3 separate regions of the Sus scrofa genome follow, and all the other regions are linked to region 1. A link is a contact called in public Hi-C and promoter capture Hi-C data. All regions are on one chromosome and are shown on one strand. Each heading gives the region's core, a stretch centred on a gene start, on an enhancer-like site or on the middle of the called end of the contact. The rest is flanking DNA. Distances are from core to core; before and after follow the strand shown.

What was found. Promoter capture Hi-C pulls out the DNA fragments that hold promoters and counts their contacts. A called contact is a pair of places that touch in the nucleus more often than the background predicts.
Region 2: a contact with region 1 is called in a Hi-C map of liver, with 4 times the contacts expected there. The contact joins the promoter of DRAM2 here to the promoter of ATP5F1 in region 1. A contact is called at or near these places in 2 of 47 Hi-C or Micro-C datasets (liver and skeletal muscle) and 1 of 2 datasets of contacts at active chromatin or transcription factors (alveolar macrophages).
Region 3: a promoter capture Hi-C map of liver shows a contact between it and region 1, with 3 times the contacts expected there. The contact joins the promoter of DDX20 here to the promoter of ATP5F1 in region 1. A contact is called at or near these places in 2 of 5 promoter capture datasets (fetal liver and liver), 4 of 47 Hi-C or Micro-C datasets (epiblast stem cells, heart right ventricle, liver and 1 more) and 1 of 2 datasets of contacts at active chromatin or transcription factors (alveolar macrophages).

The regions. Positions count from the first base shown.
Region 1 is chr4:108,906,025-108,909,671 of Sscrofa11.1, forward strand. It overlaps ATP5F1 (ATP synthase F(0) complex subunit B1, mitochondrial), which reads right to left and starts at 1,602. Exons shown (of 7, transcript XM_003355244.5): 1 at 980-1,602; 2 at 668-704. The coding sequence starts at 1,019. WDR77 (methylosome protein 50) reads left to right here and starts at 1,168. Exons shown (of 10, transcript XM_003355245.4): 1 at 1,168-1,495; 2 at 1,746-1,931; 3 at 2,736-2,877; 4 at 3,218-3,267. The coding sequence starts at 1,381.
Region 2 is chr4:109,181,353-109,184,999 of Sscrofa11.1, forward strand. It overlaps DRAM2 (DNA damage regulated autophagy modulator 2), which reads left to right and starts at 2,071. Exons shown (of 8, transcript NM_001243696.1): 1 at 2,071-2,166. CEPT1 (choline/ethanolaminephosphotransferase 1) reads right to left here. Exons shown (of 9, transcript XM_021090044.1): 1 at 2,445-3,647.
Region 3 is chr4:108,634,810-108,638,456 of Sscrofa11.1, forward strand. DDX20 (probable ATP-dependent RNA helicase DDX20) reads right to left here and starts at 1,573. Exons shown (of 12, transcript XM_001928544.4): 1 at 1,522-1,573; 2 at 966-1,336; 3 at 195-289. The coding sequence starts at 1,287.

The DNA of each region.
Region 1 (3,647 bases), core at 352-2,851:
ACTAGGAACCAAGCACTGTTTTTAGTTTTGCAGGAATTAAGCCCCTTACTTCTAATAAATTTATAATGAACTATATCTCTACAATGCAAAGGGGTAAATTAAGGTCGCACAGCTTGTAAGTGGAGGAGCCAGGTGCACTGCTCTCTAGCTTTGGGGTCCTCACTGTTAACTACTGTACTATAGTTGCCTCCTCTGGGAGACTGTGTGTGAGCTCTGGTTATGTACATGGCAAGCTAAGTATTTACTCAACCAACGAATAATTTCTCTGATCTGACAACACAAGTTGGAATCTGGGAGACACACTGAAAACAACACACTTCATTGTTTTATTTAACAAAACTTGTTCTTGGGTATGCAGTCTAGTAACCTCGATTCGGGCCGCGGCAGCTCTGTCCAGCTGAAGGTCACAAGGGAGAGAGGCGGGGCTTAGGAGACACCAAAATCAGTTTCTAGTTTAGTTACCACAAATCACTTATCCTCTGTTATTAGGTAATACGACAGTGTTCCAGGCAGTTACAGGAGCACAAGTGTTTGAATGAGGCTTTAAGCCTTCTGAAATAAACTAAACAATGGTTACTACCGGCCGAAAACCAGAAGCAGATTACCCGAAAGTAAAATGCGATGATGAAATAAGAATGAAGGGGAGTATCACACCCCTCTCACTCACCCCGGACCGAGGAGGGCTGCGTTCTTCAGGGAGGGGGCTGCAAATACACAAAGGCGCAGGTCAGCAAGGTCAAGGTGAAATCTGGTTTGCCCCCTCCTCGTTCCCCGCGAAGCACAATCACTAAGGCCATGCGTCCCCTTCTCGTATCCTCTGAGACCCCACACTCACCTTCCGAGAGGCGTTACTCTCCATTCAGGCCCAAGTCTCGCAGCGCCTTTCTTCACCCACTTTCCTCCCACCCTTTTCAAGTAAGCCTAGACGCGCTGGTTTGCAATCACCCTGAGAGCCCGGACCAAGATCTGCAACTCTCACCTGCTGCGGCGGCGGCAGAAAGTACCACCCGGGACAGCATTGTCAACTGGCGTCCACAGAACGGTCTTGGCGTCCCAGTGACCCGGACAGGAGAACCTGTCGGGGGCAGAAGCAAGATGGAGGCTCGCAAGTATCGCGAGAAGAGAAGTCCTGCTCTCCTACATCAACTTCCGTTTGAATTTTTTTCTCGCGATAAGAGGTACAGCGCCCAGAGAGCCCTTTACAGGTGGGTGGCCACTGATAAGTGGAATGGAATCGTTGAAGCAGTTCTCGCGAGATGTAGAGAGGCGGTAGCCGGTCCAGAGGGGCGGAGGCCCAGAGGTGGACCACGTGGGGGCTGGTGGAGCTGAATCTCCGGCGGGCGTCCAGTTTAGGTCGAAGTTGGAGTTGGAACCGTGGAGATGCGGAAGGAGACCCCTCCCTCCCTAGTGCCCCCGGCGGCCCGGGAGTGGAACCTTCCCCCCAATGCGCCCGCGTGTATGGAGCGTCAGTTGGAGGCTGCGCGGTACCGGTCAGGTGAGCCTGGGTTCCGGGCCTGGGCGCTCCCTCACCCCAGCCCCGGGTACCCTTCCTGGGACTGAACTTTCCATCCCGCCTCCGCTCCGCATGCCATCCTGATCCCTGCCTCGCGTCGCTGAGCTCAGTCCCCAACTTGCCCCGCATTTCCGGGCTCTGATCCAGACCTGGCCCGCTGGCAGTTCTGGGCGGTCACCATGGAGACGAGCCCTTCCACTTCTCACACGCTGACAGATTGTACTTCCCTTAGATGGGGCGCTTCTGCTCGGGGCTTCCAGCCTGAGTGGCCGCTGCTGGGCTGGCTCCCTCTGGCTTTTCAAGGACCCTTGCGCCGCCCCCAACGAAGGCTTCTGCTCCGCTGGAGTCCAAACGGAGGCTGGAGTGGCTGACCTCACTTGGGTAGGGGACAGAGGTATCCTGGTGGCTTCTGATTCAGGTGAGTCACTTTCTCTTCAACCTTACAGGTGGAATGGAAGCTAGCGGTGTAGGTCAGGCTAGGGTCAGTTTTTAATGTCTGGTACTCAGTGCTTGGGGGAGCTTGAGGGTGTTGGCCCGGAAAGAGAACTCATGTATAAGTGGAAAACACCTGTCCCAAGATCCTAAATTGGTGAGCATTTCTAGCAAAATAGACAACAAAATTAAGAAGTGAATTGGAACCATGTTTATTCTTTGTAACCCCTCTGTATCACCCACTATCTGGCACCCCAAACCAAGGATAATCTTGATCCTAAAGATGATGCTGAGCCGATCTGTGCTGTCTCTTTCCGTTTCTTCCCATTTTCTTCTTAAATATCTTCATTTTGCTTTGCTTTGTTTTGCCTTGAATGTCAAACTCAGCAATGGAGGCTTTGATGTTAAAAAAAATCAGAATATGGGTGTTGGCAGATGTTGGCATGGAAGCATAAAAGCAGGACGTTGAAGATTGAGCCCCTGGCAGTTGAGCTTGAACACTACATATTCAGGACAACTGTTTGGGGGGTTTCTGTACTTGCCCAATCACTGTGTAACATATTTTTATGTTATTCACCAGCTTTTTTATGGCTCTGCGAGACATTTATTCAAACTGTTCAACAAATACTTATTAGTGTCCAAATAACTGGAAAGATTTAACCATACTAGACTGTGTGCTGCAGATCATTGTGGAGATTCATCTTAATCTCCTGAGAACTAGAATCCTAGAGGTGAATTGCTGTCTTGGTGTAATCCAAGCTTATTTCCCCCCCCCACCCACCCACAACAGGTGCTGTTGAATTGTGGGAGCTGGATGAGAATGAGACACTCATTGTCAGCAAGTTCTGCAAGTATGAGCACGATGACATCGTGTCTTCAGTCAGTGTCCTGAGCTCTGGCACACAAGCTGTCAGTGGTAGCAAAGACTTCTGGTGGGTCCCTGATCTCATCACTCCTGTGCCTAGGCCTCCTTTGTGTGTCTTTAGTATCATGTTCGTTTCATTAACCAACATTTTAGACTCATTATAAGGACCTAGTGACTAATGATGGCATTAGAGATATTGCAGTCCACTGTAAACGTAGACCCATAACAGAAATCCAGGAGGCGAAGACATAGGATGTGTCAGTTAAGTGAAGTTCCCGAGAGCTGCAGTCAGGTCCTTAACCAGTTGCACCACAGCAGGAACTCCCTCGAAGTTCTTATTTGAATGCAATTTTTTAATGTAGGTGGTGTAGGTCAAAATTAAGTCTCTGATTCCTTTTGCTTCTTAGCATCAAGGTTTGGGACCTTGCTCAGCAGATGGTTCTGAATTCATACCGAGGTGAGTGCATGTTCTTTCCTTTTCAGTCCTGGCCTTGGCCGTTTTGTTTTTATTCTTCCCTTTGTGCTTTTTGAACGTTGCTTGGATGTTAATAAATCAATTCTTTGCTTTCCTGCCTGGTAGTTTTCTTCCAAAATGGTGGTCAGGCCCCACTGTTGATCCTTGCCCCTTAATTTCTCTATTTTTATTGACAGCCTCACCACCTTCTTGGCCACCAGTGGCTCAAACTCCCAGTCCTCTCCTACTCCTCCTGTTTCCCACTATCAGTTGGTCCCCAGGTCCTTTGGAGTGTTTTTTTCATTTGGTCCATGACCTTTTCCATTTCTTATGCCCCCTTTTACTTACAGGCTTCACACAGACAGTGGCATTTATCTCATCTC
Region 2 (3,647 bases), core at 821-3,320, 280 kb after region 1:
GTCTCAGGATGCCAAGTTTTGAGCTATGTTGACTCAGCAGTATGTTTATAGTCCTTTCACAGGAATTGGTGACTACACAGCTCTTTCCACTTCTAAGACACGACTAAAAGAAAATACGAATGGCTAACACTATTTGGGAGACTGAGAAAATTACTGAAAAGTTAAAAAAACAAAAAAACCCTAATAAGATCACAGTATTACATTCAGCATTATTTAACAAGTGACACATAGAACAAGTTAGCAAAAACAAAAGCCTTTTCAGCAGACTTGGGAGCTAAAACGGTACTGTGTAACACAATTCAGATCTACTGTTTTGTTGAAGTGAAATTGTTAATTCCTTAAAAAAAAGGAAACAATGTCTTCCAGGAAAAAAAAAAAAAGCCAAAGCCTAGCATTTTGTGGATTATCTTCCTATTCCCTTAGAAGAGTCAGCACAGTATGAACCTCAACAAGAAACAGTAGTTGCACTTTCAGGCAGCTTAAAGAACAAATCTACTGCTGCCTAGAAAGCAAATTGACTATGCAATAAAATGTAACTGAGGTTATAAAATAAGTTTAAAGTTAAATATCAAACATTTAATAGCGTTTATAACGTAAATTTTAAGAGAGATTGAGTGTAGGAGAGGAAGAGAATGGATTTATAAAACCACAGGTATAAATATTCAATAATAACCTATTAACTGGGCAGCAAATAAAGACACCTCTGTCAGAATAGGCTGATACAAGAGACAGGTTTATCTAACTTATTTCTTCTTTCTTCTTCTTCTTCTTCTTCTTTTTTTTTTTTTGCTATCATTTCTTAAATGAAAGCATTGTAAAGACAAGTTGTACAAGGGCCTTCTGACTATTTTTTGCTCAGCACAAAACAAATACGCAGCAAAATGTTTTCAGAACTTCAATCTCTGGAATTTGACCTGAATGCCAATGGTTCTAAAGTACCTATGCTCTAGATGCCCTTCTCACAGTCTCACCTGTGTTGTTAGTCAATTCGACACCTCCACTGAACACATTCCTCCTAGTTCGAGAGTAGTAACCGAATCTTTTTCTTTGTCCACATGCCTAACACTAATATCTGTTTAAAGATAACTATGCATTTGCCTACTATAGTAACATGGGATTCATCAATGAACTACGAAACTTCAGGCAAATTTATATACTAATACCAATGATGCAAAACATCAAAAAACGACACAAAAATACCAAGCACCCAACTGGAAAAAACAAGTTGAACACAGCTAAATGTAAAGATCCCATTCATTGCATGTTCTTGGGAACACCGGCAAAGAATAACACACCATCCCGTCCTTTCTCCTTCCAAGAACACTGCTGAAATAAACCCTCGCTGGCAACCTCAGAACTTGTCAATATATGCTGAAATTTCTAGAAAAGTTGCTGACCAAGAAGTATGGCCCAGCCAAAAAACACCAGCACCAGATTTCAAAAGGAAGGCAAACCCGGCACAGGATGCAACACGGTTTGCGTACTTGGCAGCACCTGAGCAAGAGGGTGTGGACCCGCTAGGCAAGGTCGGTTCCGCGCAGGCAGCACCCGCAGCCTTCCGCCCGCCCAGCTCTGGCCGCCGAGGTTCTCCCCACCCCGACTCCCACCACAGCAGTCCCCTGGCTCTCGCGCTGGCAATTCGCCACCGCAATCTCTCCATCCGGGGCTAGAGGAACAGCCGCCCCTCGCATTCCCCCACAAGCCCGCGCGCGAGGCTATCGCGCGCGAGGTAGGGCAGCGTTCGCCCAACGCGAGTGCATACACGGCTATATTCCAATGCCCCACCCCAGAGCCTGCAGCCCTCTCTCCACTCCTCTTGAGAGTGGTGCCCCCCAACAAGTCCTTCATACCCTGGCCGTTTTCCCAAGACCGAGCCCCGCGGCCTTACCCCGGCCCCCCAAAGCACGCCCCTAGAAATAAGACCTCCGACTCCAGCCGACTGGGTGACTCTGATCCGCGGCAGCACGTTCACGACACTTTCGCGATAGCCGTAAAGGGATACAGGGTCGGAAGAGGCGGCTGCGCGAGCGCGCACCTCCCGGTGGTGAGCGCGCTCCGGGACCGGCTTCGCTGCTCGGGAGCGCGCCCCGGGAGTTCTCCCTCGTTTCGGTCCTGCCGGCAGGCGCTGGACCCGGCTGCCGGTATTGGCAAAGTGATCCAAGCAAGGTAGGCCGAAAAGGGGATGAGGACCGGCCCTAGCCCCCACTAAGGGGTGTGTATCAGAGAATGGAATCGGGTGGATCAGGGACACGGACCCTGCCGGAGCTCCTCATCCCATGGCGGGAGTGCGAGTCGCGTGCGGGCTCGCCCTGCCTCTAGGGACTATGTTTTGCGACGCGAGGGAGAGGGACTAGGTGGTGGCCGGAGCCGCGGGTGGGCTCAGGGGGACCCCGTGGAGGGTGGTGGGAGTGGCTGCAAGCGGCGCTCAGGTGTCCGCGTCTCACCTTTCTTCCTCGGTTCTTGGTCTCTTCTTCCACTACCGTCCGAATCCCGCCTGCTTGTCCCAAGGCCGGCCAAGCTCCGCCTCTCACATCTTTTCCTGGCAGCAGGCAAAGCGTAGCTGAGCTTTCTGTCCCTGAGCTTTTCGCCTCCGGTTAAAGGCAGCGGTGGGTGTAAATGATTCCTTGGTTTTGTTTTAAGCGTTTATCGAGAACCTTCGCTCCAGTCCCACAAAGACTTCTGTTGAGGATGTATTCCCATTGTCAATCCAGGGCTCAGATTTCTTGATGGGAGGGTGGGGAGGAAGGTTCGAAATTGAAATCTGTGGTGACCTTGTGTATACGCGAAGCTCAAGTCTACTACGCCCAGTTCTATCGAGGGGCGTGCGATACGGAAAGGTAAATGGCTAGTCCTTTGTATCTGCACAACCGTGCTTCTGATAGGATACTTTTGCAAAACACCGCATTTTTCCAGTTCTCTCAAATTTAAATGTAGGAATTAATACCCACAGGCAACTCTAATTTGCGTTACAACACCAGATTCTCCCCATTTCTCTCTCCCTGTAATATTTGACCAACTTCTTTAAAATTACATGGTTTTCTAGATTATTTAATTTTTAACCATTACAAGAATATTGCATTTATTAGAAGACCAAATTGGAGTTTAGAAAAATAACCGTTTTCTATTATGCTTTGCTTTGGGCCTGAGGATTCTGTGTAGCTCCAAAAGAAGCTTAGGGCTTTCTTCGTTTGTAATATCCAGAATTTACTTTCTTATGTTTCTAAGCAGTCACCCTTAGAGGAGACAGCATGAGGAATTCATCTTTTTTTTACCGATGGCATTGAAATATTTGTGAAATTTAAAAATTGTGACTGTAGTTCTGATTCATGGGTTATCCAGGAAATCTGAGAAGACAGGTGAGAGATGAAAGAACATTTTGTTAAACACTCTCAGTGCTGTGAAGGTTATTCCTGCATATTTTTCAAGTATCAAAGGTTTCTTAAATTATTAACCACTAAAATTCTAATTTTGCTTGGTTAGCAGCTACCTAGCCATGCTTTCAGCTTACCATTGTGGTGATACATAGGCAATAGTGTCTTCCTCACCTAGTCAGTGCATTTAAATTTCTCAGTAATCATTAGCAAACTGGTAAACCATCGTAAGCCCTGTTTCCCCTCTAAATTATCAGTTTAGATTACTGGAACCCT
Region 3 (3,647 bases), core at 323-2,822, 270 kb before region 1:
TATAATAACATAATGTATAATGGTCACCATTCGCACCACCACCACTCAACAGCCTCAATGCCTACTTTCCATATGTCTTAACGCAGTCATTCACCAAATTTACTTCTACCTCTGATGAGTTACTGGTATTTCATCTGCCCTGTAGTAAAATCCACATAACATACCCTCCTTTGGGTCCTCTGAGCTAAACTCACCTGGGTGCTTAAGTTTTCAAGGACAAGAGAGTCCAAAGCAATGGTGGAAAATACACAGGTTTTCCCAGTGCCAGACTTAGCTTGAACAATTAAATCTGAGGAGGAAAAAAAAAATTATCACTAGCTAGGACAGACGGAAGATGAGGTACCAACATGAAATCCCAGAACTAGAACGGTCTCCAGGAATCACCTAACGTTAGCACCTTCGTTTTAAGTTAACTCTTAAAAAAAGGTATGAGGCCATATCCAGACACATGCTTCCTCTCTGGACCTCTATCATTTATTTCTTTTATTTTTTTTCTTCTGGCCTAGAAAGCAGGAATTTATGTCCTCAAAGTTTTGGAGGCTAGAAGTATGAAAACAGCGGGGCCACTTTCCCTCCAAAAGTTCACTGGTTCAATCCTTCCTTGTGTCTTCCAGCTTTTGATGCCTCCAGACATTTTTTGGTTTGGAGCGCATTAACTCCGATCTCCGCCTCCATTTCACATGGCTCTCTTCTCCGTCTCCCTTCTCTTCTAAGGACTCTTGTCATTGCATTTATGGCCTACTCTAATCCAGGATGAGATCCTTACTACCGTTTATCCTCTCAAGCCTAGACCCACTGGTCGGTGTGCAATGGACCTTAATCACCTTCAAATTCAGGACTGAGCCTCCGTTTGACAGAGGCAGAAACTGAGGCTCGCGAGCGTGGGGCGTCCCCCGCCCTCGCCGCGGGCCCAGCCGCCGCTGCCCCCCTTCCTCCCTCCCGCCCTCCAGGGCCCCCGCCCTCACCGAGTCCGCAGCGCCCTAGAGGGATGGCCTTGAGCTGCACGGGCGACGGTCGCTCGAATCCGGCCGCCCGCAGCCCCTCCAGCACCGGCCGGGACAGCAGCAGCGACTCGAAGTCCGCCGGCTCTGCCAACAGCACGTCCCCGGTGCGGGTCCGCGGGCCGCCGACGTCGTGAGCCGTCCGAAGGCTCCGCACGGGCAGGGAGGCTGGCTCTGAGGCCGAGAACTGCCCGGCCACCTGCTCCGCGGGCATCGCAGGTTCCGCGGGCATCGCAGGCTCCACGGTCGCTAAGGCCGCTGGGGCTTCCGTCGTCGCCGCCGCCATGGGAGCCGCGCCGCCGGATCTCGCGGTATTTGGGGGCGAGGCGAGGCGCCTGAGAGCGAGAAGAGGAAAAACTTTATTGGCAGTCTTCCCGCGAAGACACAGACAGGCGGGCCTCGAAGAGGAGGGGCAAGGGACGGAAGTCGGAGGCTTAGAAAGACTCGGAAACAGCAGCTACAAGGAAAAACTGTGGCCTGAGGAAGGCGGGAAAAGGGAGGAGAGGGAGACTGAGGCTACCTGTGTGACGCCGCCGCCTGCGGCCTGCAGAGGGCGCCGCGCGCTCACGGTGGGAGCGCCGCCCCGCCCCCCCAGCCCTCTGTGGGCGGGTCCTCCCAGCCGTGCACCGCCCCGTCGCCAGCCTCACAATGCTGCCTTTTGTGATGCGCCCAGTGCGTCACGGTCCCGCCCCCGGACCTCGGCTCCGCCGTCCATTCCTCCCGATCCCCATCCCTGGCCCGCCCCAACTTGCAGCCTCCTCACGTGCCGCTGTACTCATCTCTGCCCCAGCCCCTGGCACACAGTGAGGTCTGATCGAAGTAAATTAAATTGTGCTGACAACTTCCAAATCCATATCTCCACCTTAGGCCTCTCTCAACTCCAGACCTGTTACATCCACCTCCTTCTCAACACCTCCATTCGATGTCTGATAGCTCAGATTTAGCGTTTTCTGTGTGTAGCTTCTGTCCTTTCCCCACCGGCATCTCATGGATGACAACAGTCTTTACCTAAGTCTGCTCAGATGTCACCTTGTCAAAGAGGACTTTTCCTAAACACCCTGAGATAGCTCCCCCATCCCGGCGGCTCCCTGGCGTTTCCCCCTACTCTCTGATCCCTTCTGCTTTATTTTTCTTCATGGTACTTAGCATTAGCTGAAGTCATTTGTGTTTATTGTCTGTCTCCCCCACTGTATGAGGGCAGGGACCTATTCTCTCTTGTTCTCTGCAGTATCTCTCATCAGAAAAAACCAGTCCGACATGGTGCTCGATATTTACTGAATAAACGAGCTCCGATAACAAAGTCCTCCAAGTGTAAGGATTTCTGGAACCAAACCTTTTCACAGTTCCAAATCTAAAGTTATTCTGCACCGAACCCTAACTTTTTCCTTTGTCCTTATACCATAATTCTGGTCATTCTCTCTCACTGGTCTCATTCTTCCCTTCTCCGAGACACACACACACACACACACTCAATTCAGATTCCAAAGGGTGTAGGAGGGACTTTGGCATGGCAATCCATTGGAAAGGGGTCTTCAGGATGCATTTTTTCTTAGAAATTTACAGAACATTGAGAAAATGTCAGCTGTTCATATGAAAGAAGGAGGGCTGTTGGGAGTGGGCTTTCCACACTTTCTCTTAGTAAGTACCCCACTTTCCTCATCTACCTAATCCCCAAATCCCAAACCTGGGACTTGCTCTATATTCCACCCTCCACTATCCCTTTCCCCTAACAATTACGCGAGGGCTGGTAATTTTGCCTCCAAGTATTTCATCCATTTCTTTTCTCCAGTCTCCATAGCATCTGTTCTATTCTTAGGTCCCTTCATCATGGTAACTGTTGCAACAACCTCCTGAATAATTCCCCCCCCCCCAGGCAGGGTTTCTTCTCTCCCAGCCACCCACCCACAGGTGCTGGAGTGATCTTTCTTCAGTGGATATCTTAGGTTGCTTGGGTCCAGCTTCAGATCCTGTTCCTTCTGACAGCCTTTTTTTAGTTCCAGGCTCCCACTTCTCACAATAAATGATTCCAGCCCAGCTCTTACTTTGTTCTGTTTACTTCTTTATTTATTTATTTATTTATTTATTTGTCTTTTGTTTACTTCTTTAAATCTCCATCCTTCTCACTAAGCTACGAGTTTCAAAAGGATGGAAATTTCATTGCCCTATGCCCTCCAGCCCAGTACCAGGCCCTTGGTGGACCTAATCAACTTTGAAGAGTGGACCTTTTCTTGCTCAAACTGATTTTTATGGAGCCGGATTTTCATGCTCCCAGCAATAGTTCTGTAGAACTCATACCAATCACCCATGAAAAAGCCAGCTCTCATCCCAAGAGAAAAACCCTACTTTCCCAGAGAAGAACACTTATAGTTTTATAGACATTGTGTTATTGCTTTTGTTGTTTACAGTTTTATGGACACGAATATTGCAGTAATGTTACTAGGGATGAATTCTATTGCCGTAACTAAAAACACAAATTAATGAAATTTTTCCTCAGTGGTTAAAAATTATAATCATGTTGTTGGTCATAATTTTTAGTGCTGTAAAGTTAAAACATAAAGGTTTTATAGACCATTTAAGAACCAGGTAAAGCATGAGAGTAACAGACACAGAAACCTGTTGGACTGTTGTCTGCCTCCCGGCCTCCCT